Linked DNA regions of Mus musculus: all the other regions are linked to region 1. Evidence: chromatin contacts called from public HiCAR-type and promoter capture Hi-C data. All regions are on one chromosome and are shown on one strand. The core of a region is the stretch at or near the end of the contact, and the rest is flanking DNA. Distances in the headings are between cores, read along the strand shown.

Region 1 (3,864 bases), core at 296-2,795:
ATGACAAAGCCAGGTACAAGGAGATCTGCCACCACTGGGTGACCTATGGTTCCCATTTTCAAGCTGGAAAAGAACTTGCCACTGAACTAGGTTAATTGTACACTGCTAAGTTTTCTGTCCATAAATATAGATTTAAAGTCATCCTTCAAAATGTACAATATAGTTATGGCCCATAGTCACCACGTTGAATGGTGACTTTAGTCCTCTTGAATTTCTTTCTTCTACTTGGAAGTCTGTATCCTTTGATCAGTAAGTGCACCTCTTCCAAGTGGTCTCTGACTCGTCTCATTTCTGCATACGTGGGTTTTACAATCTGATTCTTAGTACCAACGATCTGGATTGTGGGACAATCGCTCAGCTGCGAGTGTGCTCAAATAATGCTTTTGGAAACCAAATATTCTTGAAAGCATTCTTTCTTCTGTAGTACAAATTGCCTCTGAAATAATGAACAATTGCTGTCTCTTCCAGGGAGGTGGATTCCAAAGTGCACCTTGAAAGAACGTAGTCTTCTTCTGGAAGCTGAAAACAGCTAATTGCAAACAAGCGACTCCTCTACTTTCCTTATGTAAACTTGAAAAGATGCTTCAAGCTGTGCTTCAATTGAGGTTTGGCACCACACTGAGTGCATCGCAAAGACTCTGCAGAGGGATTCTATTGTGAACTTAGGTGAAAAGCAGCGGCACACTGCATTTCATTGAAGGGAGTGTTTTTTACAATTTAAATTTTGTTTCTGTTGGTATTTTAAATTATCCAGTTCAGAGCTTCCAGAAACGTAAAAGATCAAAGAACACCAGTACACAGCAAAGTTGACCGCCCGAGGTCCACCAGACTTCCTGGGAAGCGCAAAAATACATTTTCTCCCCTACTTGATGGTACTATTCTGTACAGAGTGTTAAACAGAAAGCTTTTAAATTTCAGTTCAGGATCTTGCAGGGTTAGTGTTTTCAGACTTATGATGGTTCTAAATAACAAATGTAAATATCCTGCTCGTTGTTTTGAATAATTCACCTCTGGAGTGTGAACTAACAAGGGTAAATTTTCATGCTTCGGACTTACTCAACGGTGATGTCTGTTCAAACGACAGGCTTTTCTGCCAATTACTGTCCAGTAGTTCCATCACTTTTGAGTTTTTCTTGTTCTTTCTCCTCAATCTTTAAAGTGCTCACAAGCGACTGAGTAAGAAGTCAGGAAGATGCAGCATCCACTGTATAGTCCAGGGATCACAGAAGATTAAGCCTGGAAACTAACCGTTCTGGGGAGATGGGCTAAAACCACGAGCTCGGCGCCTGCGCAGTAGACTAGACAGTTACCATAGCAACGGAGCTGCTTGCTGGCGCCATTTCTCGGAGGGTGGGGAAACAGTGAGGAGGGAAGTCTCCGCCCTTAGCATGCGAACTGCCCGAAGGGCGGAAATTCCCGCCCCCTCGGACTTGAGGAGCAGTGACAGACCTAACCCGGAGCGTCGCCATGGCAACAGAGTTGAATGCCAGCCGCAGCTCGAGGGGGCGGGACAGGCGAGTTTGCTAGTCCCGCCCCCGGTTTGCTGGACGGCCCGCAAGGATTTGAAACCGTTTGGCTGTGGCGGCTGGGCGTCGGCGGCCGAGTGGACGGCTTGCTTGTTGGGGCGCCAGGTTCTCTCTCTCTTGTTTCTCCCATCGACAATCCCCACCCGCCTCCTACTCCCAGGTTCTGAGTGGAATTTTGCGCGGGATGGAGCCCCCGCGCGTGCGGGTTGGCCCGGGGAGGGGCGTCGCCCGCAGGCCCGGGACCCGCGCTTGCGGCCTGTGTGGCGCGCGCGCCGGCGGGGTCAGCAGCCGAGCGACGGCCAGGGAAAAGTTCTCAGGAAAGTTTGGGCAGGCGGCATGGCGGGACCCAGAACCCCGAGGTAGGGGGCTTGCGGTTGTGAGAAGAGGTCTGTGTCCTGGAGCAGGTAGGAGAGCGGCCCGGGCCTGGGTGGGCCACACAGGCGCCGCTCCCGGTGCCCACTCGGGCGGAGGAAGTGACCGCCAGGAACCGGACCGCTGCAGTTCTTAGGTGCTGTCAGATCAGTCAGAGGAGGAGAATCAGACTGCAGGCCGACTCCGAGAAAGTCCTGATGAACAGTGAACTTGCAAGGACCCAGACTGGAGTCCCTGCCCTTTGGGGACCCAGCCTGGAGTCCTTGCCCTTTGTGGGGACATAGAGTGTAGTGATCCAGAGAGCAAATAAATAGGACCGCTGACCTTTGTTTCATCTTCGAGACAGAGTGGAATTCACAGAGATCCACCTGCCTCTGCCTCCTGAGTACCCCCCCCCCCATCAGTATGCTGGTATTTTTATGATTTGCATTTCCTATTTAAAGATACATGAAAGTAAGATAGAAAAGGCAATCAAAATGCCAGTGAACCTCATTACACAGCGACCACCTCTCCAATGCCCAGCAAAGCGGAGAGGAGGATAATTGTGCAGTATTCAGGTCCAGGATTGTCTCTTGGATTTGGGTCAGGTCCTGCACACTGTTAAGCCCCAGCTTCAGGCCTGTAAAGGACAATGGGAACTGTTCCTGTCAAGTTAGGTGCATTTGATGACATGCCGGGATACAGTTATGACACTCATAGTCTTGACCTCAGATATTTTCAGGAACTGTCCAACTTGTTTTAAAGAGAGTCTCTCACTTGGACCTGGGCTCCCTGATTAAGCTTAGCTGGCAGCCCAGTGTCTTCTGGGAAGGCTTCTGTCCCCCCTTCCTTCAAAAAAGGCAAAACAACCAAAACCCCCAAATGTGCCCGGGTAACCCTTGTTGATTTGTTGGCGTTTCAGGGCTTCTGTGTTATTCTTCACAATATACTCAACATATAATCTGATGGAACAAAAAGCATTTACACAACTTTCAGGAATAGATTGCGCTTGGCGAGGGGCATGCTCTGCATATGAAGTGTGTCTCTCCTTTTTAAGGATGTTACTATTGCTGGCTTGCTTGAGGTTTGCTGACTTCTGTGGCAGCCAGGAACCCTAAGAAGGTCTTAGCCCATTTCATATTTCATAGCTGTCCACAAAGAAATGGATTTTTTTTAAAGGCGAGACTAATGAGTTAAATAAAAGGCAGTATAAATACAGAATATAACTAAAAGGAGAGCCACCCAACTTCTTTTATTCCTTCTGAGGAATTCCTTTTTATTCCTTTTGTATATGCAATAGTCACATTGTAGTCGGTATCAGTGAAAGGCATACTATGAGTAATTTAATCCTAAGCCAGAATAGAGCTTTACTTATTTTACAGTTTTTTTTTAAATGGTTTTTCTCCATAGCTCTGGCTGTTCTGGAATTCACATTATGTAGACCAGGCTGGCCATGAACTCACAGACATACCTGCTTCTGCCTCCCAAGAGTCAGCACACACCACAGTGCCAGGCTTTTATTTTTCTATCTTGATACCTTAAATTCAAAGATCTGAGGAATAGTATAAAAACCTTTTCAACAGCTAGACATAATTTATGTGCACAATGTAATTTGTGTAGCAGGAATTCCTTCAAAAATTGAGATGTTAATTTATATATTTTTTGTTGTTGGCGAATGAATAGGGGCAAGGAAAAGCAGACTTTTAGCTTCACTATGTATCACTCCGGCTCTGTTTTTACGTGGGTTTGGCATGCACACAGATTTGGAGGCCAGGGGTCAAACTTGACCTCAGATATTTTCAGGAACTGTCCAACTTATTTTAAAGAGAGTCTGTCACTTGGACCTGGGCTCCCTGATTAAGCTTAGCTGGCTGGCTAGTGAGCTCTAGGGAGCCACCTGGCTCTGCCCTTCCTTCCGGTGCTGGAATTGCCGTGCCACCCCTTGGCCCAGCTTCTTACTGGTTACTAGAGAAGCCCGTTCTTCCTG
Region 2 (3,804 bases), core at 402-2,901, 1.0 Mb after region 1:
GAGTGACACATTTAACAATGGGTGTGATTATGCATACTTGTGATCCTACCACCCCAGAGGCTGAGGCAGGAGATAGTTGTGAATCTGTGGCCAGCCTAGGCTATCTAGTAAGTTTCAGGTCAGATGTGGTGCTGGACTGAGTAGGGAAGAATTCACCTAGATGATGTAAACTGCAAAGCCTACTGTGCATCCTCTGGCTACACGGGACCATGAATAATTTCTGATTATTGGCAGGACTATTTGTCTGCAATGATATGGATTAGTTATTCTGAAATTACCCTCAGTGCATATTGTACCACAGAGCAGTTAAATGCAGAAGTAAATTATGAATAGTGGGAGACAGACTTTTCATTAGTATGGAAGGGAGTGCACACAGAAAAATGGAAAGCAGGAACCTTGTGGTGTTAGACTGCAATCAGAGTGATTGGTAGGAATTCCCAGTGTAGGTGTCCTGTGACTACTTAGAAAAAATTGCTTGTTTAGAAGCATGCTCTGGAGTATTTACACTAAAGGGGCATCATGTCTACAGCTGATTAAAAATGTCCCGGGAGAAAAAAATGGTCAGGTTGTTGGGGAGTGACCTCATGGGAGGAGAAAGAGGATCAGAGGGGGTCCTGGGGAAATATAACCGAAGTATGAAAATTTGAAAGAATATACATGTATGTGTCTCTCTCTGTATGTGTGTATACAGTGCTCAGAAGTCAGACACAGGAACATTCTCTGCTACATAGTGAGTTCAAGGCCAGCCTTGACAGGAGACCCTCCCCAAATAAGCCACTTTTGTCAACTTGGTAAGGGCAGTAAGGACAACATATATGAGCCTTGTTATAATAACTGGGCAAGGATAATTAGAGCAGTGTGCACAAGGCAAGAAGAGAGCAAAAAGTTTGGGGGTTGGGTAGGAAGAAGGGTACAGACATGTGGGGTATGCAGTCTTTAACTTCCAAGGATGAGAGGATGTTGATAAAATAGTGGCATCATCCCCTTGTTTGACCTTCCTGGGGCCAGAAGCGCCCAGAGATGCAAAAGGATTGAATAGGTATATGCTGGGGGCGGGGATCAGGAGATCTGGCCCTGGGGTTTCCCCTTCCAGAGTCTCCTGGGGGTCCGAGCTCTAAGCTCTTAGTTCCCCAAGTACCAAAGGCAACCCTATGCCCCACGCCCTAGGATGCAGCCCTGCTTCCTGACAGCGGTGAGGCCGCGACAGTCGGGCAAACCGACTAAGAAGGGAAAGTCCAAGCGGGTGATGTGTCAAGCCGCGGACACGGCTGACTTATTTGGACCCAGTGGTTAAATTACTCAGGCTCAGCCCACGGCAGGTGGTTCCGTGACCCTGCACCGCCCGCGAGGAGCGGGTCGCGGCGCCCCCGTGAGGGCCGACGCGAAACAGCGACGACTGGGGACTGTCCGACACTACATCGCCCCCTTACTACTTTAGTCAACCACACACAGCGTGAGTGTTGTGAAATGGACAGAGGTCACGCCTTCGGGGCGGGGTTACAGCACATGGGCGGGGCCTTTCTGGAGGAGTGGGGCGGGCTCAGTGTTTGGAGGAGGAGCCTTAGGAGGGAAGAGCGCAGATAGGAGGCGGGGCGACGATTGAGGGGCGGGAAGACGGGTCTTGCTAGTGGGCGGTGTGGGCGGGGCATGCGTGAAAGGGTGAGGTGCGTCCGCGCGAGGCGCATGCGTGCTAGGACCACCGTGGCAGCTTGAGGGCGGCCTAGAGGCCTGTCCGGGTGAGGGTGGTATGAGGAACCGTCAGGGCTGGGCAGGGGAGGAGGAGGAAGGTGTTGATCGTTGGGGAGGAGCGGATGTGGTGGGAGGGATGGCTGCGGCGGAAGCAGAGGGGACCTCGGGGGCAGGATGTCTCTTGGGAACAACGCGGGCCTTTCCGGTTGCTCCCTGGGTAGAAGACGCGAACTCTGAGTTCCGGGGAGGCCCCCCACTTTTGACTCAAGCAGAGACTGGGTGGCGTCTGCACCGGCCGTGCAAGTTGCTATGGGCAACCAGCTAGCACGTCTGGCGAGACCCACTTGGCGGGAGATGTTCCGGTTATAGAACCGAAGCATCTTAGGCCCCCGGTCCCTGCAGTGACTGTACGATGGCTCCCTGCACACTTCTTCAGCGACACCATCCACGTTGGACTAGGATGTGGAGGCCTTCTGACTTTCCACTCTGTCTCTTTTATTAGGGTGAAGGCCACACCCCTTTGCCAGACATGCATTGTCCTTAGAAAAACATAAATGGAAAAACAGCAGCTGGAGATTTCTCCTTTATAAAGGTAGGTAGACTGAATGGGGCCATGGTGATTTATTTTTTTTTTCTTTTTAAATTTCATCCTGTAAAAATAAAATCTCAGCCCAGATGTGCAGTACCGAGATGAGCTACACTCAGCGTAGTCTCTAGGATCCTTTCTAGTCAGTGTCACCCTCTTGAGCTCCAGAATTCAGAAGTTCACTGAGCACAGCAGTTAGCTTAAATTTCAAAATCAGTCGTTAATAAACTGAGAAATACAGAGAAACCCTGTCCCACCCCCCAACCCACCCCCAAAACAAAGCAGAACAAAAAACCAGCCAACCAACCAAACAAACAAAAATGGAAAAGGCCCTCAATTAGAAAACACAAACTAAATGGACAGAAACATTCATCTTTTTTTTCTTTTCTCACTCAAAAAGCGTCTGCTTGGTATGAAGGATGAACGTGCCACGTAGGGACTTGATAGGAATGGGGAAAGTCCTGTCACCATGAGTATGGCGTCTCATTGGTCATCTTAGATCTACCCCCGTGTCTTATGGCTGACAAGGTAAGCGTAAGGGGCTGAGATGGATCTTGCCAACCTGCAGTTAAATAACAGAACCATTACTCTTTTCCTTATTGAATATCTTTGAGTGACACTGGAAGGGATGCCGTTGATCCTGTGGACAAAGTGAGTCAGCTCAAAATATTATGATTGTTTTCAAATGACAGAGGACGTTGGGCATCAGTAGGATTTAAGAGTCACCGCTAGCCAGGCAGTGGTGGTGCACACGTTTAATCCCAGCACTTGGGAGGCAGAGGCAGGCGGATTTCTGAGTTCAAGACCAGCCTGGTCTACAGAGTGAGCTCCAGGACAGCCAGGGCTATACAGAGAAACCCTGTCTTGAAAAACCAAAAAAAGGAGCTGTTAGTTACTGTTTTTGAGACAATGTTGCTATATAACTCAGGCTGAGTGTCAACTTTCAATCTCCTGCCTCTGTCTCCTGAGTATTGGTTTACAGGTGTCGGCACTATGCCCAACTTGACAGTAGTTACTAGGATGGGAACAGCAGGCTCAGTGGGAGATACAAGAATGGTCTGAATGAATGGTTTTCCTTTTAATTCTTTCGTTACTTTCCCCCAATAAACTGATTGGACGCGGAGAAAACATTCTTTTTTATTTATTTATTTATTTTGGATTTTTTTTTTTTTTTTTTTTTTTTTTTTTTTTTGAGACAGGGTTTCTCTGTGTATCCCTGGCTGTCCTGGAACTCACTTTGTAGATCAGCCTGGCCTCGAACTCAGAAATCCGCCTGCCTCTGCCTCCCAGGTGCTGGGATTAAAGGCGTGTGCCACCACACCCGGCTGACAGCAAGCATTATTACACAGAGGAAATAAGAAAAAAAAAAGTAAGAAAGAAAGAGAATGAAAGAAAAATTAAAATTAAAAACAACCTTTTTAATTAAGTCAATCAGAATTCTTCCACTTAGAATTAATTACATGTGGATTCTAAAATACATATGCTTGTAGAAATACGTGTATTGGCATAGAATTAAATTGTAACAAGAT
Region 3 (3,907 bases), core at 712-3,211, 1.2 Mb after region 1:
CAATTGGGAAGGAAAACATTGTCCAGCATTTCAACAGACATTCTGGTGAACAGTGTTCCACAGGCAGTGCAACAGAACACTCTTGCAAAAGTGTCTTACAAAACATCAGAATTTGATCTATTCTCTCATGCATTTAAGTCTCCTCTTAGGAGATAATCCCGCAAACAACTCAACAGGTTTAAAAACAAAGACATACTAATTTCAGTGCCTGCAGGCTGGCATATAGCTTGGTGGTTGAGTCTTCGCTCAGGGTGACTGAGACATTGGGTCTTAGGCTCAGTACCCTGCAGGCTCCCTACCCCTGCCCTGCTCACCCTATCACACAAGGAAATGGGGCTGGACTTGTCTGGCATGTATAGGGTACCCTGAGTTCCATCATCAGCACTATACAAACAGAGTGTGATGGTACTTCTTGTAATGTCAGTATTCCAGAACGTGAGCCAGGAGGATGAAACTTTGACATTCATCCTCCTCTACTAGGGAACTTGAGGCTGTCCGGATTACATGAGACAACGTTAAAACCAAGCAAGAACAAAATCCCAAGAAAATGCCACAAGGTACCCCACTTAATAGTTTGTGCATATTACATATCTATGGCTATGGGGAGATGTTGTAAGATGTACTTTTTTATTGTGGGTTGTGGTCAGAGGCAGCCTGAGAGTCACTCATGTAGCCAAGCTGTCGAATTACTGGATTATATGATTACACACACAGATTTTTCAAACAAAGACATATTGTTCAGAGCAGGGGTTTTTCAAACAGAAACACAAAGGGAATGAAAACCAGGGCTGCTTATGGCCTTAATTACACCAACGAATGAATGTTCAATATTAGCACAGTTCAGCTAGCAGCAGCCAAGGCACAAGCCTGAAGCTGAGCCCAAACCAGGAACAGAGCAGAAACTGGTACAGCCGGAAGTGGGACACTGGGAAGTGGTCATCCCTGCCCTGATGCTTCAGGGCTCCACATTCCAAAGAGATTAATCCATATGGTCCCCAGGCTGGCTTGCACAAAAACAGGGAAGAAAACAGTAGCTTGTGTCTTAAGATTCAATCCTGCAGATGCCTAGAACTCAGGCAAGCAATCCCTTGTTTATGGACCAAAGTCTAAACGTTGACCATCATAGTGAAACATTAAAAAGCCACTTAAAAGCAACAGGGTGGAGCGCCTGCTTCAGGGATGGGAAGCTGTCTGGGGCAGAGAAAGGGCTCCTGAGCTTCCAGGAGATTCCTGGGACTGGGTGGACAGCGAGTAAACACAGAAAGGCAAATAAAGAAAAGCTTCCTACGGCCAAAGAGACCAGCCAAGATGCCCAGTGCTGGGGCTGGTCGGGCCACAGGGATAGACTGACTGTTTGTCCGAGGCCCTGCCCAAATGCCACGTTGAGATACTCAAGGACAAATGGTAAAGTTTTTCTTCATCTTTCCGACTCTCTGCATCCTCCCTCTTGAGTCAAGTTGCACATTCCTCCCTTCCCTCACCTTTGTTTTGGTCCCTGATCTCCCTTTCGGTCACTAGGTGGCCCACACCAAGTCCCTCCCCCACATTCAAGGTCCCCCCTCCGCCCTCCTTGCTGACTTGTTTGGGTCACCCTAGCCGGCTCTTTCTGGCAGGCGCTGGCTGGCAGTCGTCTGGGTGGGCTCAAACCCCTACAGCCGAGCAACGCCGCGACACAGGCTGCCCTGCCGAGGTACCATCGGCGCGCAGGCCCCGGCTAGCCACCAGTTGCGTTACAGGACAACACCCTTTGGTGGCGACATTCTGTCCCCCACTTCCCTGGCCAGGGGGCTGGCGCCGTGGCTTACGTGCAGTCTTGGTTGAAAGAGAAGCAGCTGAGCGCCGCCTCCACTCGGCCCGGAGGGGCATCTGCGGCTTCGGCCTCCATCGGGGGCTCGACCCGAGAAGCCGCAGCTCTGAGCGGGGGACAGCCACCTCAGCAGCCCGCCCGCGCCGGCTCCGTGGGCCGGCTTGCCGCGTCGGTCCCGCCCCGGGCTCGCCTCCAGACAGACCCCGCCCACTCAGATACCACTTAGCTCCGCCCCTCCATCGTAAGACCCCGCCCTTACACGATTCCCATTTAGCTCCGCCCCACTCCAAACCCCCGCCCCTCCTTCAGAGAATCGGCTGGGTCCTAAAACAGCCAGGCCACGCCCCTGCCTCAAGTACCGCCCCTCTCGGCTCTAGCCCTGCCTGGGACCTTCAGGACCCGCCCTACACATTTCCCACTTAGCCTCGCCCTCTCCACTTCGGGCACCTAGCCCCACCCCCTCACAGCCCTAGCTCCGCCCTGAGCCAACCAGGCCCCGCCCCGAGCCTCCTTCTACCTAGCTTGGTAGCCCCGCCCCCTCTCCAGGCCGTCTCTGTCCCCACCCCGCCTCTTTATCACTGGGAACAGAACTGCTGACCGAACAGAGCCTTCCGCAGACAGCCAGGATTGGCCACCAACTCTTTTAGTCAATCAATAGGGCTAGTGGGCGGGACAGCTGTTGACGACCCGCCCCCTAGTCGGAGAAACCGTTTGCCATTGGCCGAAGGTGCGCGAGGCAAAGGCAGCAGGCCACGTGGTGGTGTTTTCATTGCCAGAGCGTCCAGAGGGTGAGGAGGAGGAGTGGAGCTTCAGGCTTCAAGCCTGCCTTAGCGTCGGAGACAACGCCAAGGAGGCGGGCGGACGCCTGCTTCCTTGCCCGCCCGCTAAGCTTACAGCAGTTGTAGTTGAAATCAGTAGACATCAAAGTCCAGCCGTTTTGGAGAGCCCTTAAGCTTCTCGGAAAAAGATCCCCAGCCGATTAAGAAGCCACATACAGCCCCACAGTTGAGAAAGAGCTCTTGCTAACCCCGACCCTTACATTAACAATATTACCTTGGTATGTTCCTACCCGATTTACTGAAAACCCGGTTAAAGCACTGGCTAGACTATATTATCTAAAACCAACAATACACAGCGGCATGTGAAAGGGTCTTCTTTCAGGACTTGTTATCATACAACTTTGCTCAGCAGTATTTGACCAGACATTCGATTTGTATAGAAAGGAGAGAAACTAGAATACTGTACAAGACAGTACAGCTTGAAGCTCATGTCGTTTGAGATGCATTCTGAAGCAAACTGGAGATTTGCTTCCCAAGCTTGTATACAATTGGTTGTGAGGTGCCTGGTGTGGGTTCTGGGGAACAGAATTCCGCTCATCAGTAAAAACACTGCTGAGCCATCTCTACAGCCTCTGAAATCTTCATCATCGCCATTATTATTACTATGATGATAATGGTGTCACAGTTCTGTAGATTGTGGCAATTCGGTTCATATCCAGCCACCTTGTTTATTATTTATTTATTTTGGATACATTGTCTCAAGCTATAGTCCACCGATCCTCAAGCACTTGGTAACTGATCCTCCTTCCTTGGCTTCCCAGGTCATAGGATCATGGGGTGAACCATCATACTCAGCCATGTTTCCCCAATTCCTGATGAAATGATACATAACATGTACGGATGTTTAGAATGGATGAACAAGAGAGCCTGTTTTGCATAAACTTTTCTTATTGGTTGGTTCTCCTGTTTGGGTTTTCCCAGATAAAATGTAACAGTTTACTTTCTCAAGTCCAATGCTCTGTCGACTCACAGATCTGGCCCGGATGATTGCTATAATCCAACCCCAGAGTAAAGAATTGCTGTTTGGATGTTTTGGTCATCTTAACAAGCTTTTCAGTCCTAGCTGCATCTCCCCCTCCCACCTCCCAGCTCAGCTCAATGCTGCCATCTTTTCGGTTTGGTTGAAAGAGGAAAGAGCCTGGCAGTCTAGGCGCTAAGCTTTTGGAAGTATTAGATGAAGTGCACACTATGGTTTTAAAGTGGGGCCTATTATCAGTTTGTTAATTAAGCAGTTGGACTTTGGGGAGGCAGCGATGGGAGC
Region 4 (3,970 bases), core at 814-3,313, 1.3 Mb after region 1:
GTAGCAATTTCAGCCAATAAGTTTCAACTTCTTTCTCTCCATTTGCTGAAGTTATCTGCACACACACCCCCTCCCCGCTCCAAGGTTTAGTCCCACCAATTAATGAGAAAACAGTTAAATTGGGCTAGCAACAGAGTTTCAACTGAGATTTATGGCTTTCTCATCTTCCAGAGAGACTCCAAAACCACCCCTGACACCTCACTCTGAAATCTCTGTATTAACAGATGGGTGTGTCAGGAACACGGAACCCTGGATTCAAGTGACCAACAAGCTCTAGACTTTGAAAGAGCCCTTAATTCATATGAAGGCTTTCTGCTCTAGGCTGGGGGACCTCCCAACAGCCTCTACCTCAACATCGCCAACACACTCTTGTTAAAACAAATTTATCCTAGATACGTTATCCAACATGCCCTTGTGAAAACACTCTTAGATTTATCCTAAATACTTTAATATTTAACTCCAATTTTTGCTTTCAGATTACAAAATTCCTAGGCCTCCAGCCCCCGAACCCCGAACCCCGAACCCCTTTCTCTCCAGTAGCCTCAGCCCAAATCATCACAATAATAAAAGATGATAAATTGCCTTCAGTTTGGAACATTGCCTAAACACCCGACAGGCCCTGTTTAATGAGCAACAGGGATTGGCCGTATCAGAGTTTGCTCCAGCTGACCTCTTTGGTCTCCAACCCTGAGCAGAGGGACAGGGACGGGGGGGGGGGGGGGGGGGGAAACTGGGTCTTTGGGATATGACAGTCAGATCTGACCAAAGAGCAGAGCTGAGTGTCGCCAGCCCTGCTCTCTGTTTGCAAAGTTCATTCTGGAAAACAGCAGGCCCAGAGCAGCTGTCCACAGCAGGACAGCGCGAAAGAGGCCCGAGAAAGCATTGGGACCAGGAAACTGACTGGCTAGAGAACCCAGGAACTCGAGGGGAGTGGCTGGGAGCATTTCTTTGCTGTTGCTCAGAAATCTAAGGCCTGCTACAGCTGGTGGGCGTCCAGATGGGGATCGAAGCCTAGTGCCAGGCTGTGACGGCAGAGTGAAGTTCCCACAGCCCAGGGTGGGAGTGGACATGGGTAGCCAGGACCTGGAGGGTCATGCTAGGGAGTCCGGTGCTGGGGTTCCTCGGAAGGGTTCTCACCTGTTCCAGCGGGCCACCTTCCTCCGGTAATACCGCAGCGCCTCCTGGCTGGCCAGGAGCCAGTCTTCGGGTCCCAGGAGAGGCGGATCCTCCAGGACTTGGTAGAGCGAGTGGGCGAAGAGGGCCTGCAGCTTAGAGCGCGGGGCAGGGTGGCCGCGGCTGGGATGCTCAACCCGGGGCAAAGCTCCTGAAAAGTTGTGCGAGGCTGTGCCAAGGTCTCGGGAGGCTGCGGCTGAGTGTAGAGACGCGGAGGGGGCGCGGCCAGAGCACGGGCAGGCGGCGGGGCGCTCGCCCGGCCGGAGCTGGCGCTGCACTTGCGGCCAGAGGTGGAAGTAGAGGTCGGCGGAGAAGAGCGCGCCCAGGAGCAGCAGGGCCAGCAGGCGGTCCCTGCGCAGCCCGGGCATGGCCCAAGCGGACACCCGGGAAACACTTGGGGTGCAGACGGAAGAAGCTCCTGGAGTCCGGAGGAGGCTGGAATGCTCACACAGGGGATTAGCTCTTCCTGGAAGGGTGTCTTCCCTGAACTTGGGGACCGCGTGCAGGAAGCTCACAGTGTTGACAGCGTCGTCTTTTCTTGCCCAGTAGAGAGGCAGGGTTGGGGTTCCCTGGCTACCCGGTTGTTATTTGAGTCTCTTTGCCCTGTGACCCCCTCTGCCAGGGACCGCTCAGGTGGGGAGGTCCCGTGGAGGAGTGCTGGCTCTGGTGGCCGTGTAGAGGGCGATCACTGGAGGGAGCGCAAAGGAGCTCTCGCCCCCTAGGAGGAGGCTGGAGAGACTGCGTAGCCCGGGGCGTCTCTTCCAAGGATGCTGTCTCTCCGCAGCTGCTGAGACAGATCCAGCGGCTCCTCCTGCAGGCGGCAGGGACTCCTGTGCCCCGGGCTGGCAGGAGCGGAGGGAACGCAGAGTTGACAAAGCAGGGGCGACTCAGGGCGAGCTTGTCTTTGCGCCTAGACTCCTAGAGGCAGAGGTAACGCGGAGCCTCCCCGCTGCCTGGATTGGCCTGGCGCCCGCACCTCCGCCCACTCTTAGCTGGCACCTGCCTCTGGCATAGCTTGCCAGCCAAACTCCCAATCCCTTTGCTGCCGGCTCTGCCCTTCCACCTTGTCATCAATCCTCTCCTCCGGCTCCTCCTCTTTGTCCCCACTTTCCTTGCTCAGGGCTCTTCATACACATCCTGGTGAGCCCAAGAGAGGTGGACTTGAGCCTTTCATTTCCATTTTTAGGGTTTTTTTTTTTGGGGGGGGACAATGCAAACCCTTAAAAGCCTTTCTTCTGTAAGCTTTGCCAGATGTGTGTCTGGGGGTTTGGATTTCATTTCTCAGCATACTCGCTGCAGGGCATAAACTGGATTCATAGCAACCAGCACATAGTAGGCACTTGCTCTGAAGATACTCACGTGGTGCACAAAAATAGCTTGCCCTTTAAAAAATAAGAGCCCCTCCCACTCCCCTTAACCTAGAACCTGGGTGATTTCCTGTTTGGATGGAGTTTGACTCCAAATCTTCCAGTACTTTGAAAAGAGGAAATGGCAGGGAGGGAGGGGCCCCAAATGACCCCACTCCGAACTCTTGAATGTAGCTTGGTGTGAAAGTAGTCCACCCAAATGAATCACTGGAGGACCCGCTTACTTAGGCTTTCTCCTGATATCCTGTGAGGTCATTTACACTTCTCCACCCCGTGTTCCTTCCTTCTGAGGATCAGGGGAGGGCAGCCCTGAAACCTTGGCTTTCTCTGTTTTATAATTTGGGAGCATAGTAAATGCGAGTCTGCCTGGAGAGGTGGCCCCACCCTGGAGAATGTTCAGGAAAAGACTGTTTCCCCCCAGCTGTTGCCTGCCTGGGCAACAAAGCGCCTATGTATGCTAATTTCATTGGTTAAGGATCTCCAGGTTCTTGCTGGAGTCTCCATTCTGAGACACTGTAGCTTGTGGGTTAACACTGGAGTTTTCCCGGCAGTTGGTCAACTATTTCTTGTGGCAGCTGCTGTCCTCTCATCTTTAGATAGAAGTGCGTGTGTGTGACCGTGTGTGTGTGTGTGTGTGTGTGTGTGTGTGTGTGCCCGTGTGTGTGTGTGCCCGTGTGTGTGCCCGTGTGTGCCCGTGTGTGTGCCCGTGTGTGTGCCCGTGTGTGTGCCCGTGTGTGTGTGTGTGTGTGTGTGCTTGGGGAGATCAGATGTCAACCTTGAGTGTTAGTCTTCAGGAGCCACTGATCCACACTGATGCTTTTAAGGCAGGTTTTTTCTCTGGGACCAGATTGACCGGCCAGTGAACCCTAGAGACCGTCCAGTCTCTGCCTCCCTATTGCTGGGATTACAATCGTCTGCCAGCACACTAGCTTGATTTTCATGTGGGTCTTGGAGAGTAGTCTTGTGTTTGCACAGCAAGAAGATTACTAATTGAGTTATTGCCTAAGCATCCTGCAATGAGAATTTACTCCATGAGCTCATCGTGAGGCTTAAAATGAGTTCAAGTATACATAGTGCTCAGAATATCCCTAACTCATGCCAGACAACTATGAGACAGGGTTTGGCTGTAGCGAGTACTTCTGGTTTCTTGTAAAGCACTAGATCAGATTGGAGACTCGTTATGGTTTGAAACAAACAAACAAACAACGGCAAACCACAGAAAAACACTGGAAATACAAAACACCAGAGAAAAGGACTAGATTCCTTAAGACTGAGTCCAACTAGGAAACCTCAAGACCCAGCATCCGCAGCCAATTCCCAGGAGCCGGACGAGGTCAGAGCCTTTAAGAGACCTGTGGGGCTTGGACTTATTTTTTTTTTTTTTAAATCTAGCATTAAATTCTAACAGGCGGTCAGTTTCTGAGAGACTT
Region 5 (3,620 bases), core at 885-3,384, 1.7 Mb after region 1:
ATGTATACTATATTGATGAATCTGCAAGATGGCTCAATGTTAACAGCACTTGCTACCAAGCCTACAGACCTTAGTGTGATTCTTGGGACTCACACGTGGGAAGAAAAGAGCTGATTCCTCAAGTTGTCCCTGACCTCCACATATATATCACATGAGCGTCCCTTTCAACAACCCTACCCCACCTCAAAAAAATAATTAAAAAAAAAAAACTTAAAGTACTGATTTAAATGTTAATTGCATTTAAAAATACTTTCACAGCAACATCTAAACGAGCATTTGGCCAAATAGCTGGGTCCCATAGTTCAGCCAAGCAGGCACATGAAGTTAACGGTCACAATGTGGGGATTCATAGAGATATTTTACTCTAGCAGAACATTCCCTGAAAAGAGAAGTTTCAGAGCATAGTTAAATTTAACCTCTTCCCATACCTCCACCAAGAAATCACACACTATTCGAGTTCTCCAGCCTCTCTGGAAGCTGCACATAAAAGAAAACAAAGCAGGGTAACTCTTCATTAAGTTCATTAAGACTTTAAACTGTGGAAGGAAAGGGCTTGCTTAGACTGAATTACACAATCAAGTCACTTTAGCGAGAAATCACTTTTCTGGGAGGCTTGCCATGGCCATTGACTCCACTGTGGTGTCCTATGATGGTCTGTGCCAACTGGCTCTTATGTCTTAATAATTGGTAGAAATAACCTTTTTACCAACATGTTGCCTAAAACTGGTCGACCATGTTGTGATGGGATATTGGGATATTGCCATACAGATAGAGAATAGAAGTTTCCCTGCATGATGCTATCATCCCAGTCATGAGACAAGTTCAAACAGAGAAATGCCTATTTCCCAGGATAAAAATTCAGGTGTAGAGTTGATGGGACAGTCCCATTGGGCAGTAGTTGCACAGTAGCCACTCACAGCTTATTTCCAGAGAAGAAAACAACACATGGTTATATAATAAGGCTCAGAGGCAAGTCTTCGTACAAAAGGGTGGAGAAAAGATATCAGAAAGCCTTTTGGGCTGACAAATGGAGAAGAATGTAGTATTAGCAAAAACAAATAAATAAATAAATAAATAAATAAATAAATAAATAAATAAATAAATGTTTTAAGTCAGGGTGTCCAGAAGCCCCAAGAATTGCTCCGGGCAACGGGAACATTCTTAGAGAGATGGGATAACTTGAACCAGTCAAGGGAGCAGCCACAGCCCTTTGTAGCCAGAACTAAGACTAACTCTCTATCTCAGAGTTCCACTGCAAATCAGCCATGCAGCATAAATAAGCTCGGTAAAACGTCCCTCTTGTTTGCTTTTCCTTCCTTCTCTGGTTCCTAGATCCATGCTAGCTCATGTACAAGTAAAACTGAAGGCTTTGCTTCAGCGTGAGTGAATGTTATTGACTCTGTGCCAATCAACAAAACCCTGTTTACTGCAAACTCCTGCCGACAGCAAAGGGTATGACATTTGAAGTAATGCCATTGTAGTGAAGTGGCACATGCCTCAGTATGATTCAATACATCATACCCAACAAATAAAAACGTGCAGGAAAGAATCTTATGTTAAAAACAAAACAAAACAAAACAAAACAAAACCAACAAATAGACAAACAACCTGTAAGTCTGAGAATAACAGGCTGAGACATAAAAGCATTTCTCTAAATGCCATACTAAAGACTTCTCAGGATTAGAGAGAAAGTGTATTGGAAATGCCTGCCAGTTACTGTACAGTTCATGCACATGTGTGTGTCTAACTGCAGCTGGGCAGCAGATTCACATTCATATTCACACAGAAAATGCTTCCAGAAGACCTGCTTACATTTCTCACCATTACTAACACATTACAGGCACATTCCCACATCTTTACTTAAAACTAGAAAATATGACAATGTCTTTAAAACTACCCACAACTTCCCCTTGCAGACCACAGGAAAATAAACCCAGAAACACTAAAACTCTGTGCAGAAAAATAAATAATAACTTCTCCCTAAAAAGTTCTCATTGAGTAAATGAAATCTCACTTATAGTTACGTAATACAAACCAAACAGAAGCAAAAAGGAACTTACATTTGGAATGTCCGAAGAAAGTATCCTGAGTCTTGGCTTACCTCTGTTTCCCCACTCCAAGAGAATGGGTTCTACTTCTCCCCGGTCTCTATCACATCTGTATTGCTTTCATTCTGTTTGCCTGTTTTGAGCATTCCCAGTCAGCCTGACTGCTTTTGGAGGAAGATTGTGGTTGTAATTTTCTTGGCCTGCTGAGCACTGTATTCACGTGACCATTCTCGAACAAATCTCTTTTTTATTGACTTCCAGCCAGTTCCCACAGCAGAGAATTGCCAACCCTACTCATTTGACTAATTATAGTGTCAGAAAAATCTGTGTTGCCGAGGGAGTCCAAATTTGTAACTTTTCTGGGCCCTCCCCCAAAAGAAATTGACAGATTTCAAAAAATAAAATAAAATAAAATAAAATAAAATAAAATATTGTCCCTTAAAAGGCTCTGAGCTCTGGACTTATTCTGCCATGTTGAGGCAGATATTCTAATTATGTTTCAAACAGCCTAGAAAGCAATATCTTGATTTTTTTCCTATATCATATCTTCCATCCTGTCCATTTCCTCAGTTCCTGCTCTGGCCAGAATCAGTCAATAGACTCCATCTTTAAAATGTGCTCAACATTATGTGTTGTGTTTTATAAAAAAGAAGAAGAAGAAGAAGAAGAAGAAGAAGAAGAAGAAGAAGAAGAAGAAGAAGAAGAAGAAGAAGAAGAAGCAGCAGCGAAGGGTATGTTTGGTAGAGGTGCGATATGGTGTCGGGGAAGGGGATGCCTCTGGGGGCCCATGCTGAGGCATCCCTTCCCCCTGAGGTACCAGTTATAGTATAGTATAGAATAGAGTTTATTCATGGCATGGGGAGGGGGAGTTGAGGGAGTAGAGATAGAGAAAGACAGAGAGAGAGAGAGAGAGAGAGAGAGAGAGAGAGAGAGAGAGAGAGAGAGAGAGAGAGAGGAGTAGAGGCCATGAGCACAGGGAATGGCGAGAGAAGGGTCAAAGGGGAAAGAGGATAAGAGAGCAAGAGAGCAAGAGAAGTGAGTGAGGAGGGGTTGAGCAGCCCCTTTTACAGTGAGTCAGGCACACCTGGTAACTGTAGCCTAGAAGAAATGCTAACGTTATGGGTCTTGGGAAGTATGGCTCAGAACAACATTCACTCAGAACAACATTCAGCTACGTATAGGAGATTGAAAACCAAAAGTAAGGCAGCCTAAAAGGACCCGAGTTAGACAAGTCACAGCTTAATAGAGAGATTTTAGTAAGAAGGGAAGCGTGAGCCACTGCCCAGCTAATATTTAGAAAATTCTTTTTCGTTTTCATAGCTAGAAAGAAAGAAAAAAAAAACCAAAAATTAGTTTCTGTGTGTCAGTGAACTTTGAAAATACGAGTCTTCAAAAACTACTTATGACTTCAGATAACATTCTCTGTAGTCTCCAAGATTATACAACCTAACCCATCAATTTTTAATTCATAAACCAAGCAAATGCATTTGAATCTCTGGGGACCTTACCTATTCAGAATTCTCAGATGGTTTCTCTATCGCTGGTTGGAATACACTCTCGAAAGCTCTGGGG
Region 6 (3,402 bases), core at 306-2,805, 1.2 Mb after region 1:
TTCCCTCTCCCGTTTGCCAGCTTAGGGCTGGGTTTATCAGCACTGGAGAGGGGGAAAGCCTGCATGATGGCGACTCGGTCTTTAATCTTCCACTCTACCCATCTCTGGAAAAGAAGCCATTGATCAACATCCTGGTGAGAGGCTGCAGAGGGAGCGGCTTCCTTCTCTTCCCCCTTCCTTCCTCTGACTACTAGGGGGGGTAATCATAACTAATGTTCAGAGCCCTTATCATAGTCTGGGTATTCCAAGACAAAGTCAGGCTTAAAAAGGTGAAATTTACAAACACCACTTAACCCAAATATCTTAACTGGGGATCACTGTGAAAATTATGCAGGAGATATTGTAACCTTTTTTGGTACTAAGTGTTAAATCCGTGATATTTTCTACGCACATTGCCCTAGCACATACACGATGAGGCTGTCAACACCTTGCAGCTACTCAGAACCACACACTGCAGGGGCCTATTTTATTTATGTATTTATTTAGGCCCACTTTATTTATTTAATTCATATGCCTAAAATTGTGTCCCTTGCTTTCATTTTCACATACTTAAGGGGAAAGTTGACTGAAGGAATAATGAAGTCGCCTTTTCTCTTGTTTTCTCATGCAGCTCAGATTTCTTGCTTGGTCAATGATTTGATCTGCCCATCTGTCTGTACTGCCCATGACGCAGTCTGGCATAATAGGAGGCTAGGGCATTATCAGGACTCCGGGCTCCTCTTGGAAGTCTCCCTACATCTGGTGCTTCTGTAGGCACGGTAGGGCCTCCATTGATGACAGCTCACTTGTGGAGACAGTAGTCAGATTAGCCAAGCAGAGGCTTGATAGGGGCTCAGATTTCCTGGACCGGATGACAGGCCCGAGTCCGGAACCCCGGGTATTGCGGGGGTCTACACAGGATGCGCGCTCTGTCCATCAGGAGCATCTCAGCATCCGCTTGCGCTCAGCTGTGGTAGATCCGCTAGGGCCTCCTCCTCTTCCAACAGCAGGGATCTCCTTGTCCGCCCAGCGTCCTGTAACCCCATCCCCCTCCCTGCCGTCCCATAGCACCCAGGGCGGAGTCGCCCACCTGTCACCGAATCGTCCCACGTGGGTCTGCGGTAGGAGGGTCGAAGGGAGGGAGAAAAGACAGAGGCGTGGAGGGAGGCAGACGCAAGAGCCACCGAGGAACCGAGGAGAGGCTGAGATCTCCGAACAGCTAAACAATCTAGAGGACCCCCCACCACACCTGGTAAGGAAGGGACAATAAAGGAGACAGAAACGGGTTAGCAGAAAGAGAAGGAAAAAGATGAGAGCGATGAAGGGGCTACGTATACGCGACAAGATAAAGATGGAGAGGTGCCCTGCAAGAGAACGGTTCTAGCTAGATGACGACGGGCTAAGGGTAGGGGGTGGGAGTAGCCGGTGGTGGGCTTGAGGGGGGTGGGGATGGGGTTGGAGGAGGATCCTAGGCGTCTGCGCCTTTAAGGTTGCCAAGGCAACCGCCCTGGCCAGAGCGAGGCGCATTGACGTCAGCAGCCGAACGCTGATTGGCCGCGGTCGGCTGGTTTCCGGTGGAGCCGTCGCCGAGCCGCTATCGCAGAGTGGTAGTGAGGCTGCGAGCTGAGCCCGCTGGACGCTCGGTCACCCCGGCCGCCTCGCCCTGCGTTAGCCCCTGCTCGTGCCGCCGCCCGCCCTCAGGTGAGTGCGGGCCCGAGGCCTGACCGGGGAGTCGCCGGCCGCGGCGCTCCGCTGCGCGTCCCTGAAGGCGCGGGAGCGAGCCAAGATGGCGCCCCGGGGAGCGCGCTGCGGGGGGACGGCCGCACCCCCTGCGCCTCCGAGGCGGCCTCGGGGCCTGTCGCAGGCCTCGCACTGTCCCCCGGGGTCCGCCCTTGCACCGTTCCCCGCGGGGCCGTAGGCCGCCCCTGCCCCCCGCCGTTCCGCCCCCGTCCTGAGTGTCTCCGGGTCCCCGGTCCTGCGCTGCCCTCGGCTCCCCGGCCGCCTCCGCCCCCGCGCGCCGCGGCCTCGGCGCCCGTCCTCCCTCCCCCACTTCCTGAAGGACAAGAGCTCGGTATTTTTTTTTTTTTTTTAAACCGGAATCCGCCATGGCTTTTCGGTCTTAGCCTCGCCACTCGGCTGTAGTCTTCATCTCTGCCCAGTCGTTTCTTCTGCCCTGGCTTCCCCCCTCCTCTTCGCGGGCTCGTCTCCCTCCACCCCTCCGCTCGGTGATTTCAGCCTAGCTCCATTTCCCTTTGTCCCCCTAACACTTCTCGTCCTTTCCAGCCCCCACCACCGCCCACCCCAGCCTCCCCAGGCCTCCCGCTCCGCTCCACTCCACGTCTGCGGCCTCCTGCCTGGTGGGGGATGAGGGGCCGTCTTGCTGCTCTCAGTGATCATGACCGTGGCCTAAGTGAAGTGAAGGGCACTTTCCTGCCCTCCCTCGTGAAAATACGCGGCGCCCGTTAACCCTTAACTCCAGCCCAGAGCGGGTGTGGGGACAGCCGATGACTTGAGGGAGCCAGGATAGATAGGTTTCTTGAGCAGAGAAATGAAGGCTCGCATTTAGATGATGACCCCCACCCCACCCCCCAGGCTGTGTTAGTGTTACTTGGCATCCTTTAGATGTGGGCCCTGTCAGCAACAGGCTCCCAAAGGCGGTTTAAATATGTCCTCCAGTATAGTCCTTCTGAAAGCAAGAGTGTCATCAGAACCGAATTTCCTCAAGAATCCCCCTTCTTACGAATACTCGATGCAGTGATGATGGTTTTAGTGTTTGTTTTGGAGAGAAGCTAAGTTGTGGGGTTTTTAAAAAGTAAATACAAACGTGGAACCAAGACATACCCGATTAAAAATCCTAAGGCCATAAAATTAGATTATTTGGCGTTTCACATGATGACTGGTGTTTGTATTTTCTTTACCAGTGCCTGCCTTTTGGTCTTTGTAATGCATACACCATTTTTCACTTATCAGCCCTAGTTGCGCCATCCTTCCCAGCCAGAGACAGGATCTAAGAGGGATTTCTCTGATCAGTTAAATATATGTGCTGACATTCTTGAAATATGGCTGGATGCTTCGAAGCATAATAGATTTGTTTTTATCCACGTTCCTGGTGGCCTTCAGTATTTGAAATGGAGAAAGTTCCAATGAAGTGGATTCTTTGTCTCGTTCCGTGCTCTGACCTGGAAGCACAACAAGAACAAACGATATCTGACAGTAGAAACCTTCCCTTCAGTGTTTCTTCTGAACTGACGGTGGTGTGTGTGTGTGTCTGTCTGTCTGTCTGTGGCTTCTAATTTCTTTCTGTGCTTGTCATGGAGCTACAAACTTTGTCCTGGTCTGTTGCGTGCATATTATTGACCTTTATCTTGAAAACTGTCAAAACAAAACATTAGTGCAGCACTTTAAAATGGCTCCTTATCCTTA
Region 7 (3,967 bases), core at 606-3,105, 1.0 Mb after region 1:
ATACTGTCAGTTTCTATCTTTGACGGTGCCGGGTGCCGCTGGTCCCTTAATTACCAGGAAAGGTGTTTCACCACTGTATTCTCCCCAACCCCCGAGCCACCTAACAGTGCTTGGCACACGGGAAGACCTTAGTATAGGAACTGGCACTTTCTTGTAGCTAGACACTCATCAGAATGGTTTGTAAAAAAAACAAAACAAAACAAACAAACAAACAAACAAACAAAAAAAACCAGTCAGATCACCAGAGGCTGAAATCTCAATCCTAAGGTAGAAATCCCCTTCCCGTCAAAAGCAGCCAGCACAGTGCCTAGCTGTACAAACCACCAGCTTCCAGGTTAAGGAGTTGTAATGGGTTCCTCAATTCCTACGATCTTCCCCCCTACCCTGTTGTTCGATGACATTTTTACACGCCATCTAACAAACTTCTATCACTTGTCTGCTGCGGTGCAGGGATTGAGAACAACCCAGAAGGAAATTAACCTATTTCCTCTTTAAAATCATTCTCCCCCCACGCCTGGAGCCGTTCAGCTGCACGACACTTTGCTGCCGCTGGTAGCCCGGCGGACCTTGGAAGTTGTGCGGGACCGACCAGCAGGCAGCAAGCGGGTGACAGTGCAGCCCGGCAAGGTGTGGGACCCACGCTCCGAAGGGAAATCTGTCTCTCTCCGGGACCGCCCTGGGGAGGGGGGTAACAGGGATGGAGACCCGAAGTTCCACTTTTCCCTCGTGCTGCCTCAGTGGCCGCCTTGGGTGCGCGCGCGAGCCCGGGGAAGGAAGGTACCTCTCTGACATTTCGCTCTGCTGACGCGCCGGCAACTTCATGAGGAAAATCCAGAGAGGGTCTGAGACGGTCGCCGGACTCGCCTCACAGCCTGGCTCCTTTCACCCCGGGTTGGGGACGATCAAAGGCCAGGGCACCCTTTAAGGTATTTCCTGGAACCCATCTATACTTAGGGTCATGGACATTCAACTCTCAGTTGCCCACAACTGCCCGAGCGCGTCATCCCAGTGGCTCCGAACACTCCCAACTGTCAGAATATTTTTCGGATTAACCTCTTTAAAATGTTAAAAGCTTTCCTCCTCCCCGCCCTTAAAAAAAAAAAAAAGGCCCCAACACATATTAAAAAACAAACAAACAAACACCCATACCCCACAATCAAACTTTTAAGCGTGTAAAATAATAAAACCAACTCACCAAGTTAGAAGGGAAGAGAATAAACCCCAAAAGGCACCCAATAAGGCGGAGGCTGGGCCTCCGGAGCCTTCTTATAAACCGCTCCGTAACATGAGAAAAAGGTTTAACCCCTTAGGGCGTGGGCCAGAGTCTCTATCAAGTTGGCTCCGGGCGGGGAGCCTGGAGTACCCTGGCCCCCAACCCACGCCAGCCTCGGCCACCCGAGCCACACCCTCCCCCCGCCCCCCAACCCTGTCGCCTCCTCCCGGGCCGTGCGTGCCGCCGCCCGCGCCCCGGCCCCGCTTCTCTCTGCCTATCTCTTATCCTATACCGGCTGCAGCCGGTCTCCGCCGGCCTCGGGGGCGCGCCGCCGACCATGTGCTGGGAGCGCCGAGCGCCTGCAAGGAGGGGGCCGGCCTGGTGCGCGCGCGCGGGCCCACGTGGATCGGGGCCGCGCAAGGCACGCGCCCCGCCTGCCGGCTGCCGGGGCTGGGGGTCACGGAAGGTAACCGCGCTGTCATCGCGGGTCGCCCATCCCCGCCGACGCCTCTGGGGTCCTTGGCCCGACGCCCTCATCCCCTCATCCGCGCGTGCCCGTGTGATCCCGGCCCGATCGGACCCCGGCACTTAGCTGCAGTGCGAGCGGGAGCGCGATCGAGCCCGGGGCGACCGAGTGCGCCCCTGCACCCCCTCTCCGAGCGCAGCTCCCGGGTCCGCCCGCGCCCTGAGGATTTGGGGAGCCAGTGAGGAGGCTGGGGAGGGGGGGTTGGGAGGGCAGGGGAGGCGCGCGTTTGGGCTGGTCCCGCGCGTCCCTGGTCCCGGACTGAACAGGTTCCTTCCAGTTTGGGTGTGAGCGGAGCACGCGCGGGATCCCGAGTTCCTCCTCTAGAGACCACTTCCCCCCCAAATTTCGTCAACTCGCGCGCCCCGCCAGTTCCCCTTCCGGGCATGCGGGGGGAAGTGCCGCAATGGGCCCTAAGGAGCCCGCGGCTGGGTTGCTGCCGGTGCACTGTCGTGTTCCCCCGCCTCCCCTCCCCGTGCTGCCTTGTTTGCAGCCGCAGCAGCCACCAGCCGCCAGCATCCGCGCTGCGCGAAAGAGATGGGAGAAGCCTGGCTGAGTCAGCATCTCCGCTTCTCCGTGCGCGCGCACCCGCCTAGGCGGGAGGCGGCGTGAGCACAGGTGCACGGCAGCCTTAACCCCCCCCCCCCCCAGGAGGCTTCTGGGGGGATCGAGACCCCCAAACCTCCAAGCCCCCTGATCCCAAAGGTCACTATGAACTAAATGGATGCTTCCGGAGAAGCCCGAGTTATTCCTGAGGACAGCGCGTGTCTGAGGATTAGGGACTGTTCAGAGCCAGAGGGGGCGCAAAGTTGGTTTCCTGGACTCCATCTCACACCTCTGGAGAAAAACTGGGTACTGCCTCACAGCAAAAGCCCTGTTCCTCTGCATTCCCCCCCCTTCCCCCCTCAGACTTAGGCAACCCACGTCGGTTGATTGTGGCTCAGAGATTGTCTTTCTGATGTTAGAAACTGCAGAGAACCTACTTTGGGAGTGTGCCTGAAGGGTCGCCACCCACCGGGAGGAGCACCGGTTCAAAATTTTAATAAAAACCTTTCCTTGCTCTGTCATTTCCCCCAGGATTTGGGAATGCAGTCACCCAGTGCTGTCAATAGGCTCTGGTGTGGCTAAGTGAGGAGGCAGGTGTATTGGTGCAGAGTGTGTTACTCTGGTCACTGTAGTCCAGCCAGGCTACCACTGAATAATAACTGGCAAATTTGTGGGAATAATTAAACCTTTACCCCATCCCAGACAGGTGTAGTCCACGCTGGCTTCAAACTTATATTTGACCCCCCCCCCCCCAAATCCTGGTTTGTTTGTTTTTAAAAAACACGATCTCACTAGCCAAGCCAAGACTAACCTAAAACTGAAGATCCTCCTGTCTCGGCCTCCAAAGTGATGGGATCGCAGGGTTCTTTTTTCTTTTTCTTTTGGTTTTTTCAAGACAGCTTTGAAACCAGGCTGGCCTCTGCCTCCCGAGTGCTGGGATTAAAGGCGTGCACCACCACCGCCTGTCGCAGGCTTCTTTTTCTTAACCAAGGTCTGTCTGTAACTGGTCTGCACCGCCTAGCTTCAACCCGTCCACCAGCCTCATCCTGCACTGTAGCTGTGACTACAGGCACAATACGCTCTGCCTGGCTGGAAATGGCACGATTTTAAGACACGTTTTAAAGATGGAGCTCAGCTGATCTTGGGCTTGCAATCTTTCTGACTGTGCCTCCCAAGCACTGAAAACGCTGGCATGTGCCGTGATGCCTACCTCTTGAGTTTTCTCAACCTCTGAGTTTAAAACTTAGATAGTGCCCAAAGTCCTAGACATCAATGAATGAATGACTGGATAAAACCAGGCTGTGGAGGGCAGTAACAGCAGCCAGGTAGAATTAATTATTAATAATGTATTACTTCACGGGGACAGTGGTGGTGCACGCCTTTGATCCCAGCACTTGGAGGCAGAGGCAGGCGGATTTCTGAGTTCAAGGACAGCCTGGTCTACAAAGTGAGTTCCAGGACAGCAAGGGCTACACAGAGAAAGACTGTCTTGAAAAAAAAAAAAGTGTATTATTGCTATTTTATTATAACTCATTGTTTTACATCTGTGTTGGTTCCGATACTGAATTAAGTAGCACCCATGTGATTTGATGTGTTGGTTTTGTTTTGTTTTTCCAGATAGGGTTTCTCTGTGTTCCAGGATAGCCACCAGGCAGCTCTCAAATTCAGACCTGCCAAAGGCATGG

Evidence for each region. Promoter capture Hi-C pulls out the DNA fragments that hold promoters and counts their contacts. HiCAR-type assays count read pairs that join an accessible place to other places.
Region 2: a HiCAR-type map of astrocytes shows a contact between it and region 1, with 12 times the contacts expected there. The contact joins the promoter of Amz2 here to the promoter of Cep112 in region 1. A contact is called at or near these places in 10 of 39 promoter capture datasets (the 3T3-L1 cell line, cranial neural crest, embryonic stem cells and 4 more), 1 of 15 datasets of contacts at CTCF or cohesin (large pre-B cells), 4 of 484 Hi-C or Micro-C datasets (embryonic stem cells and muscle stem cells), 8 of 115 datasets of contacts at active chromatin or transcription factors (T-cell acute lymphoblastic leukemia, astrocytes, embryonic forebrain and 3 more) and 4 of 9 other capture datasets (adipose tissue, embryonic stem cells, liver and 1 more).
Region 3: a promoter capture Hi-C map of pre-B cells shows a contact between it and region 1, with 12 times the contacts expected there. The contact joins the promoter of Wipi1 here to the promoter of Cep112 in region 1. A contact is called at or near these places in 16 of 39 promoter capture datasets (the 3T3-L1 cell line, 3T3-L1-derived adipocytes, the C10 cell line and 8 more), 1 of 15 datasets of contacts at CTCF or cohesin (large pre-B cells), 5 of 484 Hi-C or Micro-C datasets (embryonic stem cells, muscle stem cells and uterus), 4 of 115 datasets of contacts at active chromatin or transcription factors (astrocytes, embryonic stem cells, forebrain and 1 more) and 3 of 9 other capture datasets (adipose tissue, embryonic stem cells and liver).
Region 4: a contact with region 1 is called in a promoter capture Hi-C map of embryonic stem cells, with 5 times the contacts expected there. The contact joins the promoter of Fam20a here to the promoter of Cep112 in region 1. A contact is called at or near these places in 7 of 39 promoter capture datasets (the 3T3-L1 cell line, embryonic stem cells, hippocampal neurons and 3 more), 1 of 115 datasets of contacts at active chromatin or transcription factors (astrocytes) and 1 of 9 other capture datasets (embryonic stem cells).
Region 5: a HiCAR-type map of astrocytes shows a contact between it and region 1, with 8 times the contacts expected there. The contact joins the promoter of Abca8a here to the promoter of Cep112 in region 1. A contact is called at or near these places in 1 of 39 promoter capture datasets (the 3T3-L1 cell line) and 2 of 115 datasets of contacts at active chromatin or transcription factors (astrocytes and pancreatic cancer cells).
Region 6: a contact with region 1 is called in a HiCAR-type map of astrocytes, with 13 times the contacts expected there. The contact joins the promoter of Prkar1a here to the promoter of Cep112 in region 1. A contact is called at or near these places in 8 of 39 promoter capture datasets (the 3T3-L1 cell line, 3T3-L1-derived adipocytes, the HPC-7 cell line and 5 more), 6 of 115 datasets of contacts at active chromatin or transcription factors (T-cell acute lymphoblastic leukemia, astrocytes, embryonic brain and 3 more) and 2 of 9 other capture datasets (adipose tissue and liver).
Region 7: a HiCAR-type map of astrocytes shows a contact between it and region 1, with 14 times the contacts expected there. The contact joins the promoter of Slc16a6 here to the promoter of Cep112 in region 1. A contact is called at or near these places in 11 of 39 promoter capture datasets (the 3T3-L1 cell line, 3T3-L1-derived adipocytes, cranial neural crest and 6 more), 3 of 484 Hi-C or Micro-C datasets (all in embryonic stem cells), 11 of 115 datasets of contacts at active chromatin or transcription factors (astrocytes, embryonic forebrain, embryonic stem cells and 3 more) and 3 of 9 other capture datasets (adipose tissue, embryonic stem cells and liver).

What each region holds. Positions count from the first base shown.
Region 1 is chr11:108,423,721-108,427,584 of GRCm38.p6, forward strand. It overlaps Cep112 (centrosomal protein 112), which reads left to right and starts at 1,546. Exons shown (of 27, transcript NM_001373899.1): 1 at 1,546-1,631.
Region 2 is chr11:109,424,295-109,428,098 of GRCm38.p6, forward strand. It overlaps Amz2 (archaelysin family metallopeptidase 2), which reads left to right and starts at 1,652. Exons shown (of 9, transcript NM_025275.4): 1 at 1,652-1,736; 2 at 2,192-2,281; 3 at 2,676-2,803. The coding sequence starts at 2,792.
Region 3 is chr11:109,609,428-109,613,334 of GRCm38.p6, forward strand. Wipi1 (WD repeat domain, phosphoinositide interacting 1) reads right to left here and starts at 1,962. Exons shown (of 13, transcript NM_145940.2): 1 at 1,806-1,962. The coding sequence starts at 1,885. Gm11685 (a long non-coding RNA gene) reads left to right here and starts at 3,760. Exons shown (of 3, transcript XR_880280.2): 1 at 3,760-3,907.
Region 4 is chr11:109,720,175-109,724,144 of GRCm38.p6, forward strand. Fam20a (family with sequence similarity 20, member A) reads right to left here and starts at 2,064. Exons shown (of 11, transcript NM_153782.2): 1 at 1,138-2,064. The coding sequence starts at 1,541.
Region 5 is chr11:110,093,803-110,097,422 of GRCm38.p6, forward strand. Abca8a (ATP-binding cassette, sub-family A (ABC1), member 8a) reads right to left here and starts at 2,135. Exons shown (of 39, transcript NM_153145.4): 1 at 2,061-2,135.
Region 6 is chr11:109,649,394-109,652,795 of GRCm38.p6, forward strand. Prkar1a (protein kinase, cAMP dependent regulatory, type I, alpha) reads left to right here and starts at 1,556. Exons shown (of 11, transcript NM_001373913.1): 1 at 1,556-1,680.
Region 7 is chr11:109,471,743-109,475,709 of GRCm38.p6, forward strand. Slc16a6 (solute carrier family 16 (monocarboxylic acid transporters), member 6) reads right to left here and starts at 1,856. Exons shown (of 6, transcript NM_001029842.2): 1 at 1,506-1,856. The coding sequence starts at 1,750. Arsg (arylsulfatase G) reads left to right here and starts at 1,632. Exons shown (of 14, transcript NM_028710.3): 1 at 1,632-1,679.